Linked DNA regions of Gossypium hirsutum: all the other regions are linked to region 1. Evidence: chromatin contacts called from public Hi-C data. All regions are on one chromosome and are shown on one strand. The core of a region is the stretch at or near the end of the contact, and the rest is flanking DNA. Distances in the headings are between cores, read along the strand shown. Region 1 holds the start of LOC107914001. Region 2 holds the start of LOC107914022 (putative cyclin-B3-1). Region 3 holds the start of LOC107924437 (ethanolamine-phosphate cytidylyltransferase). Region 4 holds the start of LOC107913958 (protein LURP-one-related 15).

The links. A called contact is a pair of places that touch in the nucleus more often than the background predicts.
Region 2: a Hi-C map of leaf shows a contact between it and region 1, with 6 times the contacts expected there. The contact joins the promoter of LOC107914022 here to the promoter of LOC107914001 in region 1. A contact is called at or near these places in 7 of 34 Hi-C or Micro-C datasets (hypocotyl, leaf and petal).
Region 3: a contact with region 1 is called in a Hi-C map of leaf, with 2.7 times the contacts expected there. The contact joins the promoter of LOC107924437 here to the promoter of LOC107914001 in region 1. A contact is called at or near these places in 2 of 34 Hi-C or Micro-C datasets (both in leaf).
Region 4: a Hi-C map of leaf shows a contact between it and region 1, with 2.3 times the contacts expected there. The contact joins the promoter of LOC107913958 here to the promoter of LOC107914001 in region 1. A contact is called at or near these places in 3 of 34 Hi-C or Micro-C datasets (callus, hypocotyl and leaf).

What each region holds. Positions count from the first base shown.
Region 1 is chrD08:15,521,482-15,528,432 of Gossypium_hirsutum_v2.1, forward strand. It overlaps LOC107914001, which reads right to left and starts at 3,831. Exons shown (of 5, transcript XM_016842703.2): 1 at 3,281-3,831; 2 at 2,811-2,917; 3 at 2,208-2,384; 4 at 1-1,863. The coding sequence starts at 3,444.
Region 2 is chrD08:15,189,222-15,195,929 of Gossypium_hirsutum_v2.1, forward strand. LOC107914022 (putative cyclin-B3-1) reads right to left here and starts at 4,220. Exons shown (of 23, transcript XM_016842737.2): 1 at 4,058-4,220; 2 at 3,864-3,894; 3 at 3,708-3,759; 4 at 3,544-3,601; 5 at 3,409-3,457; 6 at 3,212-3,305; 7 at 3,092-3,121; 8 at 2,482-2,539; 9 at 1,810-1,864; 10 at 1,638-1,725; 11 at 1,500-1,529; 12 at 1,380-1,404; 13 at 1,157-1,187; 14 at 938-1,031; 1 more. The coding sequence starts at 4,078.
Region 3 is chrD08:16,021,649-16,028,777 of Gossypium_hirsutum_v2.1, forward strand. It overlaps LOC107924437 (ethanolamine-phosphate cytidylyltransferase), which reads left to right and starts at 1,275. Exons shown (of 10, transcript XM_016854925.2): 1 at 1,275-1,436; 2 at 1,921-2,315; 3 at 3,004-3,239; 4 at 3,355-3,512; 5 at 4,398-4,469; 6 at 6,014-6,081; 7 at 6,858-6,978. The coding sequence starts at 1,963.
Region 4 is chrD08:15,803,009-15,809,448 of Gossypium_hirsutum_v2.1, forward strand. It overlaps LOC107913958 (protein LURP-one-related 15), which reads left to right and starts at 4,065. Exons shown (of 3, transcript XM_016842662.2): 1 at 4,065-4,563; 2 at 4,648-4,875. The coding sequence starts at 4,288.

The DNA.
Region 1 (6,951 bases), core at 2,581-5,080:
GCATAGACTGCCCCAGATTCTTCAATGTTCCCATTACATTCTGGTCCACATCTCTTTGGCTGGCGAGAGATGAATTACGAGAAGCACCAGCAATAGATGAGTCTGCTGTATTGCTCTTGCTATCACGATTTAGAGATTTTGGTGTCTCATTGGTACCTCCTCCTTTATCCGATGCCTCCTGACTGACATTGTTTCGTCCAAACCTCAAAAGCCATTGAAATCTACCTGAGAGATGTCTTCTTTCCCTCATGGCTGAGACCAGCTTCCCTGAAGATTCATTCTCATGCGGCGAATTTAAAGGGACACCTTCAGGAGGAGGAGAGGAAACTGGCAGAGGTGAATCTTCAGGGTTACTTTGGTGGTGATCATCATTTTCATCTGACGATAAATTCGATGCAATGCTACTTTTTTCTGTGTCATTTTCATGGTCATTAGTACCACTTCCAGAACTTAAAGGGTCAGAAAAAATAGAGGAATTTTCTTCACTGACAAAAGTTCCACTTCCACACTCACATCTTTCCTCAGCTCTGTAAATTGAGCCTATGTTAGTATCATTTTGCTGCCCCTCTACCTGAGCTTCTGTAGAATGATGATCTTCTAAGTTGGAAGCATCAGAACAGCCTCCCTTTTCGGTATCTTCTTCCTCCAAGCCAAGTTGCCGAGTCAAATCATCAAGCAAACTACGCCTAACAGATGACTTATGGCCCTTTTTGTATTTCTCTGCTCTTGCAGGCGATGGATCAGATTCAGTTCTAGATAGCACCAGCTTTACTTTTTCCGACCATCTTTTTTTCCCACTTGGAGATAGTTTGTCTAAACTATCTTGCTTCAGTTCCTCGGTCTTATGCAGTACTCTCCACTTTTCTTCCCAGTAACTGTCAGGCACAAGAGATAGAGGAGTTTTTGGAGAAACTGGATGAGATGAAAGATTGTAACCACTAACTGCAGATTTGCTATGGTTATAAGACCCATCAAATATAGATGACAAAGGTGAAATTTTAGAATCCAATGCAAGAATTTGCAGTGGCTTCGCCTTTGCTATAAGTTTTTTCAGATTTATAGTCTCCGGAAAGTTCAAGAGTCTCTGAAGACAAGTTGTTGCATTTTCAGTGGCAAGCAGGGAAGATCTCACATAAAGTATCATAGAGACTGCCATAGCAGTTATTAATGCTCCACGGCATGAATTGAACATTTTAAGACTGGAATTCTCATCATTTCCAGAGTCTTTTTCAAGTGGGCTATTATCTGCCGTGAAGATCTCATCCCATACAACTAAGAGATCTTGAAGTGAAAACTCCCGTCCAAATAAAACCCGCAACCAGCGAAGTGCAAAATACTGGGGTTCAACACCAAGCTCGACAAGATGGCTATGCAGGGAAGAATCAACAATTGACAGTAAATGGTATAATGCAGCTGAGGCTTCAATGACAGGGGGCAAGCCACTCTGGGACTCAGCAGCAGGAATGGGAGAAAAGAAATCTGCCATAGCAACTGAACCATGAGCCCCACTCATCAGAGCCTCAAACATACAGTAGGCATCATGTTCCGTAAATTTCTCAGACAAGACAATACCAAGTTCACCTTCAGCTCCATAAGCATCACTTAGCAATACAATGGTCTGTATCTCAGGATCAAGCTCATCAAGACTCCTAGCTTTCTTTGAATTACCTTGAGATCCAATCTCATCTTCCATGGAATCTAAAAACTTCTTAAAATCAAAATTGTATGTGACATCATTTTCTTCAAATGACAATCCATCAAATTTGTCAATGAAATGGTGTTCATGTAGCTTTCGCACTTCCGAAAGACGCTCAACATCGACATGAAGAACATACAGAAGAGGTGCCAAGAGTTCATGCATTCCTACAAATAAGCAGGAAAGAGAAACAGATGAAGAGCCAGCTTGATGACTCAGATAATAAAATAGCAAGAACTACTAGTTAGTTGACTTTATTGTGACACAATTTCCAATGGCTTTTTATTTGCAGACTACAAAAAGAAATTTGCATTATCAGGTCCAACTAGCTTTCACCTACGGTAAAGGCAAGCATGTTACTTTTATGTCTCACCATGAAAAGCAGTGATTCAGATACTAGAAAACACTCAATAATTAGGGCAGCAACACATTGCTGATTTAATCTTGCAAATTCTAAAATGTGATGGAACAGAAACTAATAAATATGCTGGCAAAGTGCTTAGGAGAAAACCTTGTCTATAACCATACTCTGGATGTCTAAGGCACCACAACAACAATATTCTTCTCAGCATTCCCTGGCATCCAGGAGTCTGGAAGTAGCTTCCATGTTCTGGATATAATCGTGATAAATCGTGGTCAACCATTTTTTCCAGCTCAGCATTCCGAAAGAATCGCCCCCAGGTGCTGTCTGCATCAAGAATTATATATCGTTTCAGTAAAGATCAAGCAACGAAGATTTTTAAAAGAGAGGGGAGTATATTATGTTGTTTGATGAAACAACATAAAGTTTCTCAAAGAAGAATATTCCTAACGTATTGGAGAGTTTAATGGAACATTTTCCATTGACAAAGACGAGTTCCAAATCCTGGCTTCAAAACCAACCAACCAATCAACCAGGATGGGGTCGAAAAGGAGGCAAAGAGATTTGCCTCCTATTTGTGGAACTGAAACGAACATTGGACCCATAAACACTTTCTACATAAGTTCAACGTGAATCAAGATAATATAGCGAGGTAAACATAGCACTACTTATTAAAACAAAAACTGATGAATCAACAATACAAATAGGTAACCAATATAATGAAGAAAAATAATAAGAACCATTGGCAATTACCTGGGTTTTGAGAGAGTGGATTGTCCATGACAAGATCAGGGGATTTACTTCTTCCATCCTTTGGAACATGTGGATCCACTAGCAGCCACCTTCTCAACCCAGCATATCTAAATTACAATAAAACCAGAGATTTGAGGCCATAACTGTTGGTTTTTAACTCCAAGAAAAATGAAAAACGAAAAAAAAAAACAACTCAATTGCAATTTAATGAGCAAAATTTAGAACTACTTTGAACAAGAAAAAGAAGTTATAGGAATAGGAAAAAAGAAAGACAGTTGTCTTCTCTCTTTTTGGGGGGTAAATTTTAACCTAGAATCAGCTCGAGTGTTGTACAAAAAAATCAAAATAGGGGTTAAAAAAAAATTCCGGATTTGAAATTAAATAATAATAATAAATCTGGTAATCTTTACAAGGAAAGAAAACCAAAAATACATCAAATACTAGAATTTTTATCAAGGAAAAAAAATCACCTTCGGCGAGAATCAGCAGTTACCCTGCGAAGATCATCAACTGAAGAAGAAGAAGGCAAAATACTGAGACTAATACGCCATCGGACGCTTCTCAGAGAAGCAAAGCTACCCGAAACAACAGGGGACGACGAAGGCGCTTCTTCCTTTACAATCTCTTTGCTCATGTTCTTTTTCGTAAACAACCCAAAGTTCCCAAACACTTGACTTTATAAATGACTTTTTTTTTCCTTCTAAGAAACGAAACAAAAAAATAATCTAATAAAAAACACAAAAGAGAATAGAGTTACGTTTGGGATTCGATCTAAAATTATTGGCAGAAGCAAGAAAGAGAGAGAAAGGGGAGGAGTTGTTGTGTTTATCTTTTACCAAAATTTCTAGCTTCCATTTTCTTTCTCTCTCTCTCTCTCTCCCTTTTTCTTGATAAATGGTTGAAAAACAAAATACAGAAATTTAATAGGAAATTACAACATCCTTTTTACTTTTCTACTTGTCTGCAAGCACAAAAAACCAAAAGAAAAACCCTCTCATAAAACCATTTTATTTATTTAATTATTTATTTGAATAAAACCATTCTATTTATTAATACTATAAAACTAACAGCAGCCACCATATCTGCATAAGCTATTATGTTGACCTGTCTTTTTCATTTTATATTATCATTTAAGTTAACATATATAAATAATTCATGTTATATAAATTTTAAATATTTATATCTATACTATTTATTTATAAGTTTCGAGTTGGGTACATCACCCATCAATCAAGTTTAGGTGTTTTTAGATAGACGGTACATTTATCTGTGATTAATGTAAAAATAGTAATGGCAGTAATATTAGATGTTGTAGTAATACTATATCGTGAGACAAAAAGAAAGTTAAATATATCACACTAGAATAAAACGCTAATCTAAAGGGATTCGAAGAAAAATTATTTTAATATTTTTTTACTTAAAATAATTTATGTTATTTGAGGATTTTTTAATTTTTTTAATTTTAAAAAAATTAATAAAAATACACATACGAAGGATTTGAATTCAAGTAAGTTGGATTAGCAAAACCTAAAATTTACAACTCAACTAAAATTTTCTTTTAATAATTTCATTCATTTGAATTTTATTATGCATATTTTATTACCTCAATCAATTGTATATATTATATTAATAATATTGTTGATTGAAATGATGTCACAAATTAACTCGACACCAACTTAGAATTGATGACAACACATTGATAAATAATTGTATTCATTTATTAATCTTTATATAATGTATTCATGTGTTTAAATAAATTTTATTTTACTTACAATTTAATTTAATTTTTTATTTTAATATTGTATATATTTCATGTGTTATTCTTAATTAGTCTCAAATCATACATTTTATTGTTTATTGTATGGTATTTTTAAACACATGTATGCATTCTAAATACGTGGTTTTCACATGTATATGTACAAGGATGGATCTTGGGGGCAGTCGCCCCCTTGGAATTTTCATATTTTTTAATTTTACATATAAATTATCATGTATTTTAATTTGATACCACATTGTATAACATTTGCCCCCTAAAACCATAAGGTTATATTTTATATTAACAAAGTATTTTTTCAGTTTTTAATTATATAACTTTAATAATAATAATTAAATATTAATGTATGATGGGCCTTAAAAGACTAAATTTAGAAGCTCAATATGGGCTTTAAAGTCAAATTACAGAATTAATTGATTTGGCCCATACCCATACAAATTAGGTTAATGACTTTTTTGCATTTCGATTTGTATGTCTTGCTAAGAAATTATCTTCCTCTGGTAAGGTGTCGACACTGTCAAGAGAAAAAGAAAAGAGTTTGATGTCGAGACTGAGAGCACAAAGTAAAAAATATATACAAATTATCTTCCTCTCGGCTCCTTACACAAAAGAACTCTTATTAGGAAATGTGTTCATAATGTAGTAAACATGTAATTGTTTTCTATGTATTTGAACGATGAATAAATAAATTTCACATTTCACTGTTTTGTATTTGGTATTTCTTTCTTTCATATTTTGTATGCATAGCGAAATTGTAACAATAAAATATTAGTTCATTGATTGTCTAAAATTAAACTGATGATAAGTGACATTGTAAGAATGTTTACATTACGAGAAAGACAACTTACTTCGATAGATAATCTAAACGAGTTTGTAATTCAGTAAAAGAATCAAAGTGAGCATTTGATTCAAATATTGAGAAGGATTATTATGTCATCTACAATTTCAATTGAGGAGATGGCTAGTCTTAGCTATCAGAGCAGTTGATTCCACGGGTGGAGACATAAATGTATTCATTGGTAGAATGATACATTAGACTGGATCCAGGATGAATTAAATTTTAATCCGTTTGTGAATTAATTCACTTGTGACATTCATGGTGTGATTTACCTAAATCCTGAGTTAGCCACCGACCATACGTATGTAACTCATGTGCTTTGATATAAGTGGAGGATTATGTTCTAAAGATGATCGAGCCGATAGCTGATATGTTGGGTGTATGACTTGTGTATAGCACGGCTTTACTAGCAACGGTGGAATTCATAACTCAATTAAAGAGTTAACAATATCCTCTCATTGGCATTGTATGGATTGATAAATATGAAACATGACCATGGGTTGCTTGTTCTCGAATGAGCAATTTATCACAGTCATTTGTTGACAGTGATTATATTAATCATTAAGAAGACACAATTGTGACAATGAGATAAAATAGGATTGTATTGAGTGAACGAATTTAACTCAAAGGAATCAAGAATATCATATGAGGGTAACACATACATGACAAGGTCATTAGACAAAGTAGTTGGATGAATTGCTTTCATAAAGAGTATACAATAAGGAGTTTTCAATTATAGTACTTCTTGTGGCCTGACTCCATGATTAAGTAATGCGAATTATTTGAATGATGCTTCAAGACATAATTGCAATTACTAGAGCCTAATTGTATATGTCCTATTAGTCCCTCCACTAGCTTAACAAAAGCTCGATCGGACTGCATTTGAATTAGAAGAAAATTCTACGACTTTGGAAATAATTTAATTGAGTCGTTTTATTCGATGTAGAATTAAATTGGGCGATCGTAATAATTGTTCAACTAGACAATTTTCTTGAAAAATTAATTTGGAAAATCTAAGTGATTTTTGAGAAAATTGATTTTAATCACATAAAATTACATTAATCAAATTAATTAAAATTAATATGATATTTTTGAAAATTAATTTTCAAGTCTAACAATTTGCCCAATGGGTAATTGAACTTAAAAATTAGACCTGGGATCGTAAATTTGGCTCGGGAGCCCAAAATCAAGACCAAGACCCAAAAACTGGTTGAACCGGGCCTGGTATGTGAAACCAGGCTAACAGTCCAATCAACGACTAGACTTTAATTTTAGATTAACTATTTCAAAAATAATATTATTTTAATAGATTTAATATTAAATTAAATTTAATACTTATCTTAATAGTATTTTATTAATTTAATATTAAAGTGATTATCTTAATATTAAATTTAATTTAGTGCTTATCTTGTAAATAAATATTCTATTAATTTAATATTAAAGTGATTAAGTTTAATCATAGTTGAACTCTCTAAACTCTCCCTATATAAAGAGAGTTTTGGGTCATTATTTACACACACTTGATTTCA
Region 2 (6,708 bases), core at 2,970-5,469, 330 kb before region 1:
CTTGAAAGATCTTGGCAATATACGAGCAGCTGAATTAGATCCACTTTTAGTAGCCCTAGTTCCAAATTTTAAGCAAATAATCAGAATACTCATTGCAATGAAGTTTGCTTATTATCAGAAAGAACAAGCTATATAAACCCACAAAACTTCAATATGGATCTATAATATATGCCAGTAAACTTTCAAGCAGATCCATCATCTATCTTTTTGTTTTATAAAAAATATCCCTCATGGTGCCCAGCAAAACAAAGAAGCGGTTAGTTGCCAGTTTAATTAAAAGTGAATAAATTCCCATTCAGTATGAGCATGTAGAAAAAGAAAATACTGACGTAGAGGTGGGCATTGCAGATAAATTCTAAAATGCTAAAAGACTTCCTAGAATTAATTCACATGCTTTGTAAAAGATAGACACCAAAGGAAAACTGATTCAGGAGATAAATCAGTGAATCAATATGACAAAGGTAAAGACTGTTGATTATCCTCAGCATCAAGCACAATCATTCAATGAAATACAACTCTGTAACTTTCAGCCTTGCAAGACCAATCACCATTAACATTGACACAGATAAGCTAGAATTCAACAAGGCATTTTTCAATAAATTGCAAACTTTACAGTGGCTCGTCTATAATTTGAAATTTTAATAGACCTCAAATTCTTGGTGGCAAATCTATACTTCAATGTAGGAGACTGAAAAAGCATTTCGCTTCTATCCCTGATTAAGACCTTACTACAATGTTTAGAAAAAGGGCTGGATAACCAGTTAGACCTCCAGTTCTGGACCAGCCAGTTCATCAAAAAATAATTTATCTCATTAAAATTTTTGCTTGAATTGACTGGTAGTGTAAATGGGTAATTCATTATGTTATTTATTCCAACAAAAATAATCTGAGTTCAGCAGGGTAAAGAACCAGAATGAAATTAGAGACTCGTGCTTACATCATTACAAAGCTATCACTCCCTCTATTCCTTGAAATATGGTTCTTTCCATAGCTTGCTTGATGTGAAGCACTCTCACAGACTTTAGACTTACCTGAAACCCCCAAAATGGGGACAAAAAAAGGGGGAGAATAGACAGGAGAAAAATGCCATCTTAGTGAAAGCAAGTCTGGGCACTGCACTTTTGGAGATTTAAGGAAAATATATCATGCATCTTACTTGTAATCCTACTAGCTTCTGTAGCTTTGTCCTACATGGAAAAGGGGAAATATATAGGCAATAAATAAATAAAAGATAAAAAGGCAGATGCAACAAGATCAGCAAGATAATATCATGAGAAAAGGGAATAACACTATCTTCATTTTCATTTCTTTTTTTTTTCGTTAGAAGAAAATGAAATAAATATGTTCAATATTGTGTAACTTGGAAGGGCTTGGTTCACCTTTTTCAACACCGGTAAAGACTTCCTTCAAGATGGAAAGGAAATAAAAGCATGCATCAGTGGGAGATATTATCAACATTCTTTTAATCAATTATTCCAGTGACGCTTAAATTCACAAACCTTGAGGGTGGAAGTGGATTCTTGGTTGTCCTGAATTGAAGTGAGAAAAACTTGATCAGATAATTTCAAAACAGCAGTCATACTAGCAGGTTTTATCCTGCACCCCAAACAGAAATTGAACTCAATTTAACATTGTACCTGCTGGTGGTAAGAACAGATTTACGATCTGAATTCTTGGTTGTAACACTTTGGACACTCAAGGAAGTCTTCACATCTTTATTACTTTCTGTTCTCAGAAAGCAAAACTTGCTTATATGTTGTTTTACTAGTGAACGTTACCAAAACAACTTTATAAATAATAGCAGGCTACCTTTCTTTGAAGTATGAACAACAGCACCTTGATTTAGATGGTCCCTCTCTTTTCCCTATTTTAAAAAATATTGTGAAATAGATTAAGTCCTTCGTAACTCCATGATAAGACAAACAAAAGGTGATGACATCAAGAGAGCTACAAAGGAGGCTTATTGCAAACCTAATAATACTTCAAAATGCTGTGTCTTGATTATAGTGGAAAATCAAATGAATATATCAAAACTACATAATGAATTTTCTTTCAGTAATTGTGGTCTGGATTATCAAGTGAAATTAAGATGCCATAAATATGGATAAAACACTCAAATTTAGCAGTTTGAAAGTCCTAAACTTCAGCCAAGAACTTACTAAAGTTTAAACTCAACACTACAATAAATGTTACATCATACCACTTTTCATTGGTTATTCCCAATCAACAATTTCTAATGATTGATTGTTCATGACAATCAGAGTATCACTTCTACCTTACTACTTTGGTGATATAACATAAATATGATATCAACAGTACACATGCCATTAGGACTAGCATTTAGGATAGTTCCAGAACTGATTTACCAAGATCTTAGTTATTAGTTTTCACACTTTAAATAACTTCGTGTATGTTTGAGGGGCTGTAGGGGCAGGGGAAAAAGTAGAAAAGAGCTTTGAACTTTTAATCTAGTACTTGTACCTTGAAAGATCTCCTGGATGAGACATTAGCAGTTTTTGCAGCCGAAGCCACTGAAACCCTGCAAATAAATTACTTCACATATTTGAACTATAGTCTAATAAACAATAAACGAATTAACATACAAATATCCATCTGGGGCTATCATCTTCTTCGGTAGAATTTTGTAAAATTTGGCCCCATATTCATTTTGGATAAATGGAACATTTTCTTCATTCAATAATAAAGCAGAGACAGACAGGGACTGTCAGGGAGGGGAAGCAAATGCATGTCATTAAAATGTTACTGATAAAATAGGTCATAGACAGAAACAGAATCAAACACAAAGCGGCAACTAGGCACAAAAAGTACACTAGTTCAAAGTTGAAACATGTCTAGACCATAAATTAGAAATTTTTCTTTAAAAAAAAAGGATAAAGAAGAAAGACAAAGAAGAAGAAAGATTGACACTGAACAAAATTTCCATAAATTTATTCATAATTCCCCCCCCCCAAAAAAAAAAACAAAAAAACCAATGGGCGAAATTGATAAGGGTCTATTGTGTCCTCAAATCTTGGCGATGCATCATATCCACAGCCAAAGAAGACACAATGACAACAATTAGATTTCATACCGTTCCAACAAGGCAGTTCTCTCATTCTTCCTGCGTTACAAAAAGGGCAGCAATGACAACTAGGTAAGCCAATTCCAGAAAGAGCTAACAATTCAAAAGCATTATAACTGTGGCACTCACATTGATTTAGAGCCATCATAAACTTTCGTGGAAGAAACAAAAGAAGTAAGGTTGCTAAGATCTGACAGTGCCTTTCTTTGAACTATTTTATTTTCTGAAAAGTGAGCATATAAAGAACTGTAAAAAAAAAGTTCTCAATGGCATAGAATGGAGATACTCATTATGACAAATTTGTTGCAGATGCAGATGAAGCTTACCAGAACTATCGCGCTTGCCTTTAATCTTGGTCATGTTCTTCAGAGACCCCTTTAAATTACATTTGGAAGTTAAACATGAATATAAATAAATAAAAAATGCTTTATTATGAGAATCAATAAAAAAAAGGTAATAACCTTTGAATCGATTGCAGTAGTTAAAACGGCTGCTTTGCTACCTACTCCTGGTTTCGTCCTAGAAAAGAAAATGTAAAAGAAAACCAGTTCGTCAAACAATCAAATTATTCTTCATTTAAAAAAAAATTCAGACGATGCTCTAATCGAAGGAAGGGCAAACTTACATGGTAGATGCTTCATTTTTGGGATTTTCATTTTGGAAATAAATTTTCAAACCTTTTACACAAAGAAGAAAAGAATATAATGAATCTAAAAGAATATATATATATATACATATATAATTACTGAATATAGAAAATAGGAATAGATAGAATTACAACGACTGGAGTTAAGTTGATCTCCTGTTTTCCCCTGGAAAAAATGAGAGAATATACTGATAAATAAATAAAAACTGAAACCCTAACTCAAATTTAAAGGGGAAAAAATAATTATTAAAAAGATAATGAGAAACAGCACAATTTTCGTTATAAATTAAGAAGCATTATTCTTAATGATAAAGAAGGGGGGAAAATACCTTGAGCTTGAGAGATGCCATTTTGATGGATCTTTCTTGACTAGTTTTTCGTCTGAGAGGAAGAAAGAAAAGTTAACCGTTTGCTTATGTTGAATTGAAAAGTGGTGTATCCCGCCTCCCTCTCCTCTCTTTTGCCTTTCAAATTGTTTCAAAATTTGAGATCATTTAGGCCCATGTGATGTGATTCTGTTTATACAAGATCTGGCGGGCTGGGCTCAAGTTCAAATGAGGATATTTTTAATGCTTCCGGGCCTAGCTTTTTATTCTGGATAAATGATACTCATAATTACTTAATTATCAAAAGTTTCAATTTGGTTGCTTAATTATTCAAATTTAGTTATTTAAGTTACCTTTTGTTAACTTGTTAAAAGACATCAACCTGAGTCATTAAGCCACTATTCCTCAAATATATTTAGGTAAACTACACCCTTAATCACACAATTATTAGTAAGTTTTTGTTTTGGTCACTTAACTATAACTAAAATACCAAATTGGTACTTTTAGAAAATTTTTTAATGATAAATGCAAAAAAAAATCTAAATAGAGTTTAAAATTCATAATTTATTTTTTAAAATTATAAAATTTTTAATTTCAATTATGCAAAAAATATTAAAAATTCTAAAAAATTTTCTTAAAATCTCATTATTCAGTTGTAGGACTTTTCCGTTATATGATTATTATTATTATTTTTTGTTTTCTCTTTATGATGAATAAAGTAAATTTTAATTTTTCTTTTTTCTACTTGTGTTTTTATTTATAATCTTCATTTCGAAAGTAAAAGATAATCAATAGCGTAATTTTTGTTTTTCGCTTGATGGATATCATCATTGTAGCTTTCCATCATATTATTATTACTATTATGCTAAGAACATTTAATAACTCACCTAGATTGAGAAGAATGCCTTTGTAGAAGGGAAAATGACATGAATAACGCTTGTATTTTAGGGTTTGTTCTAATGTAGTATCTATGTTTTTAAAATGTCCACTTTTGGCACTTAAAGTTGTATTTCACTTATTAATTTATATCTAATCATTCGTAGCGTATTGACCGATGATATGATGAGATGTGACGCTTTAGTAAGAGAGTTAAAAGACCTTAAAATCATTATTTCAAATCTTTTTATACCAAAAATAAATAAATAAACATATATAAAATCATTAAATAAGAAAATTATAAAAAAATTCATTATTTTACTTTCATAAAAAAAATTAATAACACATTAATCAATGAACGTGGAATATTGAATTTTTTTTTTTAGAAATGTGGGATATTGATCTTAAATTTATATTTGAACAATAGAGATGGATGGAAGAAAGAATTGCATCATTAATCATCAATTTTAAGGATTTTGCATTTATACCTAAAAGTAATTAAAAGCACTAGTTGCTATACACTTCCATCGTGTCCGGTGGTTTTTTTCCACCCGTCGACAACACCAAAGTGCTCCCCTCCTCCTCTTCCTCCTCTCTTTTCTTGTTGGAGTAGATCGCCATGAATTTCTCAGAATCAACACGAAACTTCAAACTAAAGTGCGAGAGGAAAACAAATCCAATTTGTCGAACCACTATTAGATCAAACCAAAACTTCAACTGTGACATGTATTCTAGCTCACGAACTATTGGATTGTGTAGATCATTGAATATCTTTCTATAAGTCTCCTAAGTTCCAAACAAAGATTTTTGGACCAAAAGTATGAAAAATAAAGGTGACTTCCCACATCTTGGGATGTCACTCATCCTATACAATCCATCTTTTCTATAACAACCACTCTTTATAACAAAATTTTACTGTAACAAAATATTAAAAATAAAGGTGACTTCCCATTTCTCAGAATGTCGATTGTTCTAGTACAATCAACATTTCCTATAACAACATTTCATTATAACAAAATATGAAAAATATTCCCATTTCCTAGGAGGTCATTCATCCTGGCACAATAAGTCGTTATTATAAAAACCAACCTCTATAACAACATTTTACTATATCATTCAAATTTATTGTAGAACCAATTTTTTATATTTTAGTTTTACCCTCTATAAAAGTTTTTCACTTATAACAACATTTATAAACTTTAAAACACACTTTTTACTAAATTAGTTCTCTATAACAACATACTCTTTCAAATTTTAGTAAAATTAATTCTATTCCTTTATGAAATAAAAATAATAAGTTGTAATTAAGATATTAAATCAATAAAATATTTAAGTTTTACCTAAAATAACTATTAACCATATTTTATTAATGAAAATAGCTTTTAATAAATGGAAATACATTGATAAGTTTATTAAAGATGTGATGTAAATCTCACAAATTCATATTATTATTAACTAGATTATGGCATATCAACGATGTGAGTAAAAAATTTATGTAACAAATATATTTATAAAAAATGATTTAAAAATCAAATGAAGCTTTAGTTGAAATAGTAAAGACATTGAAAATTATGATGTTTGAGGTTTGAATCCTATCAAGTGCATTTTCCAAGATTTCATTGTTGGAAAAATCCAGTTAAAAATGATTTTTAGTTACAGCGGAAGTTTAAGTGAAAATCGAGTCGGTTTGTGAAGCAATAAACCTTCTCTTGAAAAATACATGTGTTTTGTGCGAGACGAATCCGAAACATTTTTGGCTTTCAACTAAATGACCTTCT
Region 3 (7,129 bases), core at 25-2,524, 500 kb after region 1:
TGAAAAATCTAATCTAATAAATAATGAACAATTAAATAAAAAAGAAAAAAAAATATAGAAATTACATTAAAAAAAAGAGAAATCCGCACTTGTCATCATTACATGATTTTGGTCCTTATTATATTAAATATACTGGTTTTCTCACCAGTACAATGCACATTAGGGACGGAGCTAGGAGGTTGACAAAGGCACTACCCCTAAAATGTAAAATTGCAATATTGACTCTTTAAGTTTTACAAGATTTTAATTGAGTAAACAGTAAAATTATAATTTGACCCCTAAAATAATAAAATTATAATTTAATTATTTAAAAATTATAAAGATATAAGTTATTACAATTGTGAAATTGCATTTTGACTCTCATAAAATATACAAATTAATTCTATCTTCTTAAAAAAATTTCTAACTTCACTCCTAACGCATGTGATAAAAAAATTGCACAGTATAATATATGCCCAAAACATAGAAAAGATAAAATATGTGATGATATTTTGATATTAAAAACGGTTTCGAAGTCATATATATTACCAACATTTACATACTATTAATTAAATTTTTTAATGAAGCAATATATGAAAGAATTAATAACTAAATATAAAAAATTTGGTTTAGAAATTAATATAAAGTTGTAATAAAAAATATTAAAATATGTGCAAATAATTTGGATGGAGTACATCAAATCATATATATAATATAATTTAACAACAGTGTTTATTTATAACACAATTACATAAATATATTAGTTTAATGTTGTTTTAAAATAAAAAATAATATTATATATTAAAAGTAGATTTAACAATCATGAGTATATTTATACTTAAAAGTATTTTATAAATATAGAAGCATTTTAATTAATTAAATATATAAATCTTAAAAATATTTATTTATCAAGGGAAATGTATTATTTTGTTCTTAGAGAAATATTAAATAAAAATAATGTATAATGTAAATTAAAATAGTGAATTATTATTTTTAAATAAAACTTTTAAAAAAGGTAATTCAAGAAAGCAAGTATACCATTTTTAAATAAAAAATTTCCTATAAAAAATATATAAAAGATACATGATATGGTGTAATATATATATAATATGATTCTAAATATTTTAATTATGCCAACAAAGACTTGTATTTTTTTTTAAAAGAAAAGTTTATTTTGTTGTATATATACATGTGATATTGATGTATGGAAATTAAACCCGACCCGACTGCTTTGGGAAAGAAAACAAACAATTGGAAGGATATTTGTGAGAAAACGATATTGTTTGCAACTTGTTTAATTTAATTAGACGAAATGCAATACATACTGGGCCAGCTGCCACTCACAAATCCCGTGTGAGAGAAACGAGAGAAGGAAAAACAAAAAAAAAAAAGAAAAAGAAAAAAAGAAAAGGAGGAGACACGAACCCAGAATTAAAGAAAAACTACAGCAAAGAAAGGTAAAGATTCGATCTACCATCTTCACATATTCCAATTCTCACGCTTTTCCGTTTCCTTTCGTTAGAATTTGCAGTCCTCAAACTTAATTAGATTTGCCCATTTTTAACTAAAATTCATATGATCTGGCTTCTTGATTTTGCGTAAGATTCAGATTTAACACTTTCTTAACAAATCCAGTTTTAATTAAGCTTTTTCATACTTCTGAATTTCATTTTTGCATGTATTTATATACAACCCATAACACATTTATTAATTTGTATGTTTTACAAGTTTCAGATTCTCTTTCAATCGTTGCCAATAAAGGCCCTCCTTTCTGCCCAAATTAGAAAAGTGAAATTATATTAATTGCCTTTTATTTATACATAAACTTTCGTGTAAAGTTAGCCTGAAAGGTCTCTGAAATTTTCCTTTATTGCAAATCTTACATTCTTCTTCTTATCATTATTAATAAAATTATTATTATTTGGTATTGCCATGTTTTAGGTTCTGTGTCTCCTGTTATTGCGGTTCGAAGAGAGGATAGCAATGGAATACGAGAGTAACAATTGGATTTGGGACGGGGTGTATTACTGCCCACGTCTCTTTGGTGGCCTAATGCTAACGGCTGCCTTGCTTGGTTTGTCTACCACTTATTTCGGTGGAATTGGACTGTTCCCATTGTCATATGTTTGGTCAGATTCAGGGATCTTCCACAAGAAGAAGTGTGAGAAGAAGCGCATTCGAGTTTACATGGATGGGTGCTTTGATCTCATGCATTATGGCCATGCCAATGCGTTGAGGCAAGCTAAGGCTTTGGGAGATGAATTGGTGGTTGGGGTTGTAAGTGATGAGGAGATTATTGCCAATAAAGGTCCTCCTGTTCTGCCTATGGAAGAGAGGTACTAATGTGACTCTGTTTTTCGTTCGATATTTTATTTCATTATCTGTAGTTCATTTTTGCCTTATCCTTGTGTTTTGCACATATAAACACTGCTCTGTTTTGAATCTTCATTAACTCTAATCACATGGAAAGCATTCACAATGCCTTGGCTTATTAATGAAGGTTTTGAAAACTAGCACAGCTCAAAATACTGTGATATCCTCATATGTGAAAAAATAAATTTGTTGAAAGAAAACAGTGAGGAAAAAGATTATATATGTACGTGTGTGCGTGCGTGTGTGCATGCATGCATGCAAGTCTATATATATCCAACTCTGAAGTATGAGAATCAAGAAGCCTAATAAATTGTAACAGATTAGCTGTTTTACAATGGAACCTTCACATGCATGTAAAATCAGTTAATGAACAACATGAATTGCAGAGGCTAGTTATCTGGTGCAACAATTTCTTTTTCAAGAGCATGTAGGCAAGAAGGCTGTATACCTTAGGTATTATCTTTGCTTCTAACTTATTAAGCTGTATTGAAATTAATATCTCCTATGCAATAAAGTTCTCAACTTTCAACTTGATTAATCTGCATGCCAGTCTTTCCCTTGATGGTTTGTTTGTCAACTCGCTACTGTTGGTAAGATTTTTGTAATTACTGTATTGTGTGGTTCCATGGATCTCATTGAAGTTCTCTCCAGGCTGGCACTTGTTAGTGGATTAAAGTGGGTGGATCAAGTAATAGCAAATGCCCCCTATGCAATTACTGAGCAATTCATGAACAGTCTGTTCAATGAGCATAAGATTGACTATATAATACACGGTGATGATCCTTGCCTTCTCCCTGATGGATCTGATGCTTATGCCTTGGCAAAGAAAGCCGGCCGCTACAAGCAGATTAAACGCACTGAAGGTGTCTCCAGCACGGATATTGTTGGTAATAAAAATTTTCTTGAGATGTGTTCAAGATTCCTTTGGTTAAATCCTTTTCATCTACTAGCTTCTGTAAATTTCAGTAATTTCTAATTATTTCACTAATTATACATATGTAGGAAGAATACTTTGTTCTGTAAAGGATACTGAAGGGGGTGGAGATCATACTAGCACACTTTTGAATGGAGATTCAGGTGAAAGATGTCATTCACAAAGGGCTCAGATTTCCCAATTTCTACCAACATCTCAGCGGATTGTGCAATTTTCAAATGGCAAGGTACTATTTAGTTTCACACTAGCCAGCCTAAGAGAAACTAAGCTTCATATTAAGGATCCTTCAGAACTTTCTTTGAGATTAGCTCATTGATATAATTACTTAAGAAATTATAATTTTAGGCAGCATGAACATGGAATAAAGAGTGCACTCTTTAAAATCTGTTTGCAAGAAAGAGTTATAGCCTCAAAAACTCCAAAGTGCTTGGCGAGCCTATTACTAAAAATTATACTAAAGTTATATTACGTTTGTCAAGTTCAGTTGGTAAAGGCATACAAAGTGCTAATTCTCTCTCCTTTGGCAGTTGACAATAACAAGAAAAAGATGATTTTATATCATCTTTCTTCAAATTAGGCTGGTTGAGCTACTCATTTACCATAGCTATTGTCTTGTTATGACCAAACTGGCCGACTGCCCTTCTGGCTTATAATCCCTTTGCAATGTTTTATTAAAGATGTGTTCTGTAGCATCATGAACGTAAAGGTCTGGATAAAATGCTTATGTAAATCTTTTGCTTGAAAGATAATTTTTAGGAAACTGATTAAAGCAATTTATTGGACGGACTTTAAAGTATAATATGGATCAATGGTTTGGTGCATTCTTCACTTCGTTTTTCATTCTCTTTTTTTATCTCACTAGTAGTAATATTGTTTCAAAATGGCCTAAAATTCTGTCATAAGTCAATTCCCTAGCACAAGGGATGCTTGCAACCATTTCTTGTAAAAGTTTAAGCGCTATTTTCTTCTTTATCAGACGTGGGGGAGAGTGTGGGGGTATGGATGGATGTGGTGCCAATTTAGTTCTTTTGCTTTCTTTCTCCTTTTAACTGTATGTTTATGAGAATGCATGGCTCTCTTTGCATGCCAATCTCATTCAGTTTTTCTTCAGGGACCTGGACCAAATGCTCGCGTTGTATACATTGATGGGGCTTTCGATCTCTTTCATGCAGGGCATGTGGAGGTATTTCATCCCTTTGATACTTTTCTCTCATCTGATTTTTCTTTTTTTTTTTATGTTATTATGATTCCATAAATTTGGTGATTGCTCTCAATCAGATCCACATGTTATTCCAGTGTTGTTGTAAGATAAGCATTCTACTGTCTCATTGTAGCCTCTTTTAATACACATTTTGGTGCAAAATTTAAGCATAGCTTACTTTTATCTGGCTTGGCTACCATTGTCTGAATATATGAGCCGAGCAGCTAGCTGACATTGTTGCTCTATGGTGAGTAAATAACCCAACTGAAACTTTTAGTCCTGATGATAATTAAAATATAGGATGCCTATCCTGTAATGAGGATCCTTTAGATATGCACTTTCTCTATCAAATTTTAAACTAGAGTGGTGAACAGAATATTGTTAAAAGGCTGGGTGTTGATGCAGCTCAATCTATTTAATAATTTAGGTTAACACCTTTGTGATAGTCAAAGGCATAATTGATTTGTAGGGACCCGTGTGGGGAATAATTACTAAGTTAAATGCCAGAAGTTCTAAATTATGTACTTCATTCTTTTGATTTAGGGGTCTCCCAATGTTGAGTGAAGTAGCATGACATATATAAGATTTAAGGTAGGTATGATTAGTAAGCAACATTACCCCTTACTTTCAAATGGGAGATTATATTTGAAAGCTCATTTGTGTTGTTGAAATGCTGTAATCTTCATCATACTACCAAACAACTAATTAATCCCAATATGGCACCATCTGATGTGTTTTGTTGTAACATTTAATTACACTTTGTAATTCAGAACCTTTTTTTCAATCAATAACATGCTAGTCTGGATGTGGACATCTTCTGACTGATCCTTCAGGGAAAAGGTTAATTATTCTCATTTGTAAAGGACATTGCCTTAAATATGGAAGTGGTCTAATGCTTCATCCTTAATTAGCTGATATTATTTTTCATAATCAAGATCAGAAAATGTGCTCATATATTCATTAGTTAATCCATAACAATGTTTGGTGTTAAGAAAGCCTGTGCAGGAACTTACACTGCCATCACCACCCACATCCTATGTAGGTGATGGACCATATATCTTGAAAGTCCTATGAATGCATTGTGATCCTTTGGTGGATCAACAAAGAAAATAGAAACTGTAACAAAAACTTGGAGGTTACTGCTAGAAATATGCAGTTAGTCATTGGAAAGGCAGAAAAAGGTTTGGAGCTAGGAAGGACTGCAATGCTGAGAATGATATGTTCTTGTGGCTACTGAGTAAGATTGAAGAAATTAAGAATATTAAACTTGCGAGTTTATGATTTCTGATTGTTGGGAGAAGAGGAGAAACAGCCTTATTTATTTATTTATGTTTTTGGGTGAGGGGGCCCTGGCTGGGTGAGGATTTGTCTGAAAGGGTGAGAGAGGGTATATACCATCATAAACTTTTAAGAGCTGAAAAGAAAATGCTATAATTTGTGATCCACTGATCTATGTTCCATGTTATTTGTTTTTCTGGAAAAATGAAAGTTCTGCAACTGATTCCATGTTGTCCATGTTTACTCAGATCCTTAAGAAGGCTAGGCAGCTTGGAGACTTTTTGCTTGTTGGTATCCATACTGACCATATTGTGAGGTACGTCATTTATTTTATGCTTTGTTTATCTTTTTGTTTTGTTAGTATCTTTAAATTTTGTTGTAATACTTGAGTTTAGAAGGTTGAGAGTTAACTTCAGATACTCGCTTGTAAATTTGCTTATCTAAACTATATTTAAGCACTTTATTGAGTTGGTGTCACCCTTAACCGGGTCACTAACTCAGCTATGAAATTATAAAAATATCTCTTCTTTTAAGTTATAATTAATATTAGTATGATGACACTTTTTTCATTTCATACTTTTGTGTCATCTTTAATTAAAAGATTAAAAATTACAAATCCAAGGATTGACCACATGTTCAATAGTATTAAAATACAAGTTCATTACGACTCCACTTATATTCATTATTGAATAATTTTAACAGATTAACATACAATATTTTCATTCATCTTCTATACTACATTTAAGCACTGTGCTGAGTTGGTGTCACACTTAGCGGCTCACCAACTCTGTTACGAGATTACAGAAATACCTATTCTTTTAAATTATAATTAATATTATTATGATGACACTTTTTTCTTTTCATACTTTTATATTACCTTTAAATAAAAGAATTAAAAATTACAAATCCAAGGATTGGACACATGTTCAATAGTATTAAAATACAAGTTCATTACCACTCGACCTATATTCATTATTGAATAAATTTTAACAAAAAATATTTTCTTTCACCTGCATCGTGGGTGTGACAAATTGTAGTGTTACTAAAGAGTTTCTATATAAGATATTACTCATGCGTCTACTTTGCATGCAGGGAGCACAGGGGGATGCCTTACCCAGTTATGCATGTTCATGAGCGCAGTCTTAGTGTGTTAGCTTGCCGTTATGTTGATGAAGTTATCATTGGTGCTCCTTGGGAAGTTACTAAGGACATGGTGTGGTTTTCTCTTGAATTTTATATTGCTATGTCTATAAATTAATCTGTGTATAAGATTGTACATCCCTTCGATTACGTATCTATTTATTTGTATCGGTTTAGCATAGTTATTTCCTTGGTGGTGGCACAAAAATATGCAACAAGCTACA
Region 4 (6,440 bases), core at 2,815-5,314, 280 kb after region 1:
TTTTAGCCTTTCAAGCTTACCCTATGAATTTAACCCTTGAAAACTTAGTTTGAGCCATATAGCCTATTTTATGTTATTTACCTACATAATAAGCCACCAAGTTATCATATTTTAAATTTTTACCCTATCTGGCACCACTCTTAACTATAGTTGTCTTGGTGAGTAAAATTCGGGGGGAAATTTGAAAAGATGTACATGCTTCGAAAAAAGATAAAAAAAAGGAAAAAAAATCTGTACTCAAGTATTGGGATGTATTGTTGAGCATAAGTTTCAAATTAAGTTTGGAGGTGTTAAGACCCATTAGTAGGAAGACTGTACCCCAAAAAAATCCAAGACGAAGTTAGGGTTACGATGATTTAGCCTAAAAATCACTTCTCTTTATCCTTACCTTGAGCCTAGCCCCATTACAACCATATAAAAGACGTATTGATTTTGATAATTATATCGACTACATTAGTGGAGAGAAATTACTAAGTGCAACATATGAAGACCAATAATTAAACCTTAAGATTGTTTGGTCTAACTAGATAACGAATATTTGTGGAATGGTAAATTTTATATATGACTTTGGAATGCATGCAAATTATGACTAATGATAGAATTTTATTTTACTTATCATAAGATTTGAAATAATATCTACATGTGAGCAATTTATTAGCAAGAAGAGATTGTGAGCATAAATTTGTTGTTGCATGATTATGTGAAAAGTTGATTCTTTGTAAATATTGTGCAAGATTGCCTTAATTTTTGCTTTGCATGAAACATTACTCAGGACGAGTAATGGATTAAATTTGGGGGTGTGATACGTCTAAATTATATAGTCTTTTTAGCACTTTTTTAGTTATAATCTATGCAAATTTCGAGTATATGGACAACTAAATGAGTCATTTTAGTTCATATTAAGAAATTGGTCATTATTTTAGTAAAGTGTGTAATTTTATGAAATTAAGTATTAATTCTACATAATTTTACTATTTTATGTTACATGTTAATTTTTGCTCAATTTGTTGCAGTTGGACCATTGAGTTGATAAACGTGACAGCCAATAAAAACACACATGGACATGAGTTAAAATCCACTTCATGTAGGCATCAAAAAGAACAAATTTTACTAATAAAATATTGATTAAACCCAGCTAAAAGTTTGTTGCTGAGAAGGGCTAGTCTGCTAGCTAGTTGGGTTGTCAAAACCATTCATTTCTCATCTTTCTCTTTTTCCTTCCACGCCAAAAGCATCTATTTCTCCACTTCCATTTAGCTAGCATTTTTCTTGAGAAAAACTCTCTTGGTCAGCCACCTTGAGGAGTAGTTTGCGAAGGAGCAATCACGAGAATTAGAGGAAGCCACCACGATTAATCTTCGGAGAATCGCTGAAATCATCAAGAGTTTCTTCTTCCTTTTTCTTTATTTTTGTTCTTAGTTATTCAAATATGTTTGCAAATTTTTTAATTGTTTTTCCATTAACGATAATGACTAAATTTTGTTTTAGCTAGAATGATTGCAATAATTTGATAAAATTCATTTGATTCATGTTTATGATGTTCTGTGCCTCAAATTTCCATCATTCCAATTAAAATCATTTATATATTTCATGCATTAAAACATGTTTGAATGCATTAGAATTAGTTGATCAATCCTAATGAAATGACAAGTAATGGACACAATAATTGGAAGGTGCTTGCTTAATTTAGATCATGATCCGATTAAATAAAAGGTTCGTAATAACTCGAGAGAGCTCTATTACCTTGCATAACTTTAGGTTTGTGTGATTAAATTGTTTCAAACCTGATCAGTCCCTATTACCTCACATAAATTATAAGGATTCCTTAGTTAAATATGGACATAGAAATATAGATGTTTTTCTAAGTATAAGACTTCGAAAGAACTTATATTAGATTTCAAGTTAATGAATGATCGAGTTGCCATGAATTTTGTTTCGGAAGATTGTTAAACATGATGAGAATGAGTTGAGTCATTTTGTAATTATTCTAGCTTGTTCATGTTATTGTTATTAAACTTGTGATATTGCTGCTAAATTATCACCTTGTATTTTATTTCATCTTATTTGCATTTAGGTTAAATCGCATTTAGTTAATTAATTTAATTTAACATCTATCACTCTAAATTATTGTGTTTCTTTACCAACTTGTGAATAGTAATTTTACAACTATCGATTTAAATACAGTCTTTATAGAGACGATAACTCTTTTACTTACTTTTTACTTAATAACAATTGTGTACACTTGTACATTTCATCGCGAACCAGTGACATTCTTATAATTATTAGTATGTTTTGGATTATATATTGAATGAATGTATTATATTATTTTATTATTTATATGATAAAGTAAATTTTCCAAAGTTGTAATTCCTAGAAATTAAAGTGGCTGTAATTATTATTTTAATCATTGTTGGGATATGTAATTAGATTGTGGACTATTATTTCCAAGTATGTTTTATTAATTTATTTTTTGAATAAATCATGTGACCCAAAAACAGGGCATAAGTCTTGTATAAAAAATTTTTCCAGTGGAACTCGAAGAACCAAGACCCATCTATGACTAATCGAGACCATGCAAACCTGACCTAGCCAACTGGCAAAAGACTGATGGTGGTTTGGCAACAGAGGCTGCCAGTGGTCGATGAAGTGGCTGAAAATGGTTTGACAGTGGTCAACGATGGCCTACAATGACGGTCGGCGGTGGTTCAGCGGCTACCCGATGACATCAACCATGGCCGTAGTGGAGGTTTGTGATGAAGATAGAAGTTCGACAACAGATCCCTTCAGTGTTTTTTCAAGGTATTTGTGGTTTTAGGGAAATCCTCAAAATTCAAGATGTTTGGATTTCACCCAAAAGACCCAAATATGCTTTGAGGAAATAATTGTAATTTTCCTTATTTTTTATAGGATGAAATCATGAAACTTTGGCTAAATCAGAATACTTAATTTTAAGCTTTTCTGTGATAAAATGATAATATTTAAATTATTTATAAAATATGTTCATGTATATATATGATAAGCATGCTATATAGTTTAGGAAAAAAATATCACATGTAATTAGTTAAAAAATGAAAAAAAATCAAATTTAAGAATTAGTCAAATTGACTTTCATATTGAAAACTCAATTATGTTAAAAAATCAATATATTTTATTTTTTTATTTTCCTATTTTTATTAAAAATTGAATTTTTTTATTATGTTTTGATTCAATTTTATAAATACAATATTTTCTTCTTTTTTTTTAGTTTTTCATATTTTATTTATTTTAAAATTTTTAAAGTTTTTAATAATTATTGTTAATTTAGAATTTTAACTTACGCTTTCTTTTGATAAATTATTGAAAAAATTTTTAATTAAAATTTTAAAGTTTCTAATTTTTTACATAGGTTTGATAATCCAAAATTAAAACAATCTAATAATTTTTTTCTAAAAACAAAAGTGTAGAAAATAATAAGTAAAAGCTTATCAGAGAATATTTTCAATTAATTTAATATTATTTTATTTTCTTATAAAAATTTTACATTTAAATTTTTTTTATTTAGAATAAGTTAAAATGAATAAAAATTAAGGATAAAATATAGAATATATTTTTTTACAATTTAAAATCTATATTTATCAAATAATCTATTTATATTCAAAAATTAACTTTAAGTAATATATCAAAAAAATATAACTTAAATTCAATACTTATTTTTTAACACTTAATCATCTTTTTTACAGTGTTATTTATTATGATAAGAAAGTACTTTTAGTTCAGTTCGGTAGAATGTGGGTATTCAAAACCCAATGTCGTAGGTTCAAATCTTATAAAGGTGATTCTGTTCTTGATAGGTTGAAAATTACACCTAACTAAAAAAAATTGAACAACAATTCAAATATCACCTTTTTTAGATTAAATTTTAAATTAATATTAATTAAAATTATTAAATAAAATGAATTAAAATTAAAAAAAATAAAGGGGCATGTTAATTATTTAAGATAATTAAATGATTAAGTTGAAGCAGTCCAAAAAAAATCTTAAAACTACTCTTAAAGTAGTTCGAATGCATGATCTCCAAGTTGCTGTAAAAGCAATGGTGTAGGTGGCCTTTTTGTTTTTTTTTTTTGGTCCCTTTCTTTTTAAGCATGTGGACACAAGAAGTCATGATCTTGGAATCTTAGTACGTTAGAATTTTCAAGAGGAGACTTGAGTTGACTGAGTTCGTGGGTACAAATTCAAGATCTAAACCAAATACAAAACCAATTGAAGAGTTCATCTTCATTCATCGGTGATTGCAGTGGTAGCTAGATGGAACACGAACAAGCATATCCTCCCCCGGCTGCACCAAGTGCTTACCCACCTTTGGCTACTCCTCTTTCCGTGATTGGGCCTCAATACTGCTATCCTCAACCAGTAGATCTGGCTACCGTCAGAAAGGTTTTGACCATCACTGAGGGCAACTTTGCTGTCACTGACATCAATGGCAACATCATGTTCAAAATCAAAGGCAAATTTTTCAGCATCCATGACCGTCGCCTCTTAACCGATGCTGCCGGAAATCCCGTTTGCACTCTTCGACCCAAGGTTTGGTTTTTGTTGTTCAAGTTTCTCAGACATAGCTTTATTTCAATACTACATATAAATCTAGCTACCTTGATTTGTTAATAGATAATGACTGTCCACGATAGATGGCAAGTATTCAGGGGAGAAAGCACGGAAGAAAAAGATCTGATATTCACAGTGAAGCGATCATCAATGATCCAACTCAAGACCAAATTGCATGTGTTCTTGGCAACCAACCCAAAAGAGGATGTTTGTGATTTCAGAGTGGAAGGAAGCTGGCTGGAAAGATCCTGTATCATTTATTCCGGAGAGTCTAACACTATTTTGGCTCAGGTACGTTAACACCCTCTTCCTACGATTTAATTACACATACTCTAGTATGGCACACCACAAGTGAAATGAATTTATTAAAAATTAAATGCGGTTGAATTGATAAAATGGAGGATTGGGTTATTAAGGTATTTTGGACTCAAACTTTTTCATATGCCTATAATTTTTTAGATTTATTAAAGTGTAAAATAATTTAAATATTATGTAAATAATATTTGTTGTTTTGTAAAATAAATGAATATTTGATAAATTTATTAAAAAGTTAGAGTTTAATTGATGGGTGACATAAATTCAATTAAATGCATTAGAAGAATATACTCGATTTTAGATTATGGGGATCTAAAGTGCATTTTCACCATTGACTTAAAAAGACTTGGTGGCAATTAAGCTACTTAGTGTGTGTTAAATGCCATTAAAAGGTGTAAATGATTGTGTCTAGGTGTCAGAGTGTGTAATAATTAAAAGAATTTTGGTGATAGGTGGCAAATGACAGTGATGATGCCAATAAATCCCACCATAGCATGCTAATTAGGCTGGAGGAGGGGAGTGAGGCTGCCAACATTTTGCTTCGTTTTCGTACAAAGAGAGAAAGGAAAATTCTACCTTCAATAAATAGGACTAAATTGCAATTTAACCCTACCATTGGGTAGGCAAAAGAATTGGTGTTAGTGGTGAGTCTCATTAATCAAATAAGGGTTGATGACACCTTGAAAACTAGGTCTCAAAAGTAAGGGAAATTAAGAGAATAGTGAAGCTAGGTGGCAAAGATTTGGAAGCCAAGCAACCCCACAAATCAAGGCACTCACGGCTGGATGAAGGAGAGATTGATGCTGAAGCAATCAGCTAACGTTTGACAAAAAGAGAAGGTGAAAAACTGAGGAAAAAATTAGAGAAATTGTAGCTATTCATGGAGGAGGAAAAAAGATATATTTTCATCAATTCTAACCTGTGTTGTAATGAATCCACCATACAGTTGAATTAGTATAGTTCATAATTGAAGGAAAGTGTACAAGTGAGGAGATTGGTGGTGGTAAAAGCCAAAAATTCATACCCAAATTATTAAGGAAGATAGTTAATTAAGTCTGAATTGATTAAGTTTTACTTCTAATACTAAATTCTATATTACTTAGGATTGGTGAATAAGTATGATTATGTGTGTAATTGTGTATATGTACATATATTGAGGAAAGGGAATTGTAATGAAATCTAAATGACATTGGGATGTGACAAGAAGAATAAGTGGAAAGTGTTAGAAAATTATGAATTATGTCCATTTACTCTTTACTAATATTACGTTCTTGAAGAACTGGAATTGAATTAATTCTTAATTGTGTTACCTAATCAAAAAGGGAAGAAATTGGCACTTTAAAACATGTGATACTCCAATTGGGTACGTGCTTATTGGATTTTGCTCATCTTAAACTTGTGTAATTATGTTCAAAATATAAATTTTTAAAGGTAAGTTAAAAATGCCAACTTAAATATTAATGACATAAAAATTGATGTTAGAGTTAAGATTTATTAGGAATATAGTTTCATAATTCGGTATAATAGTCTTATATTTTAGA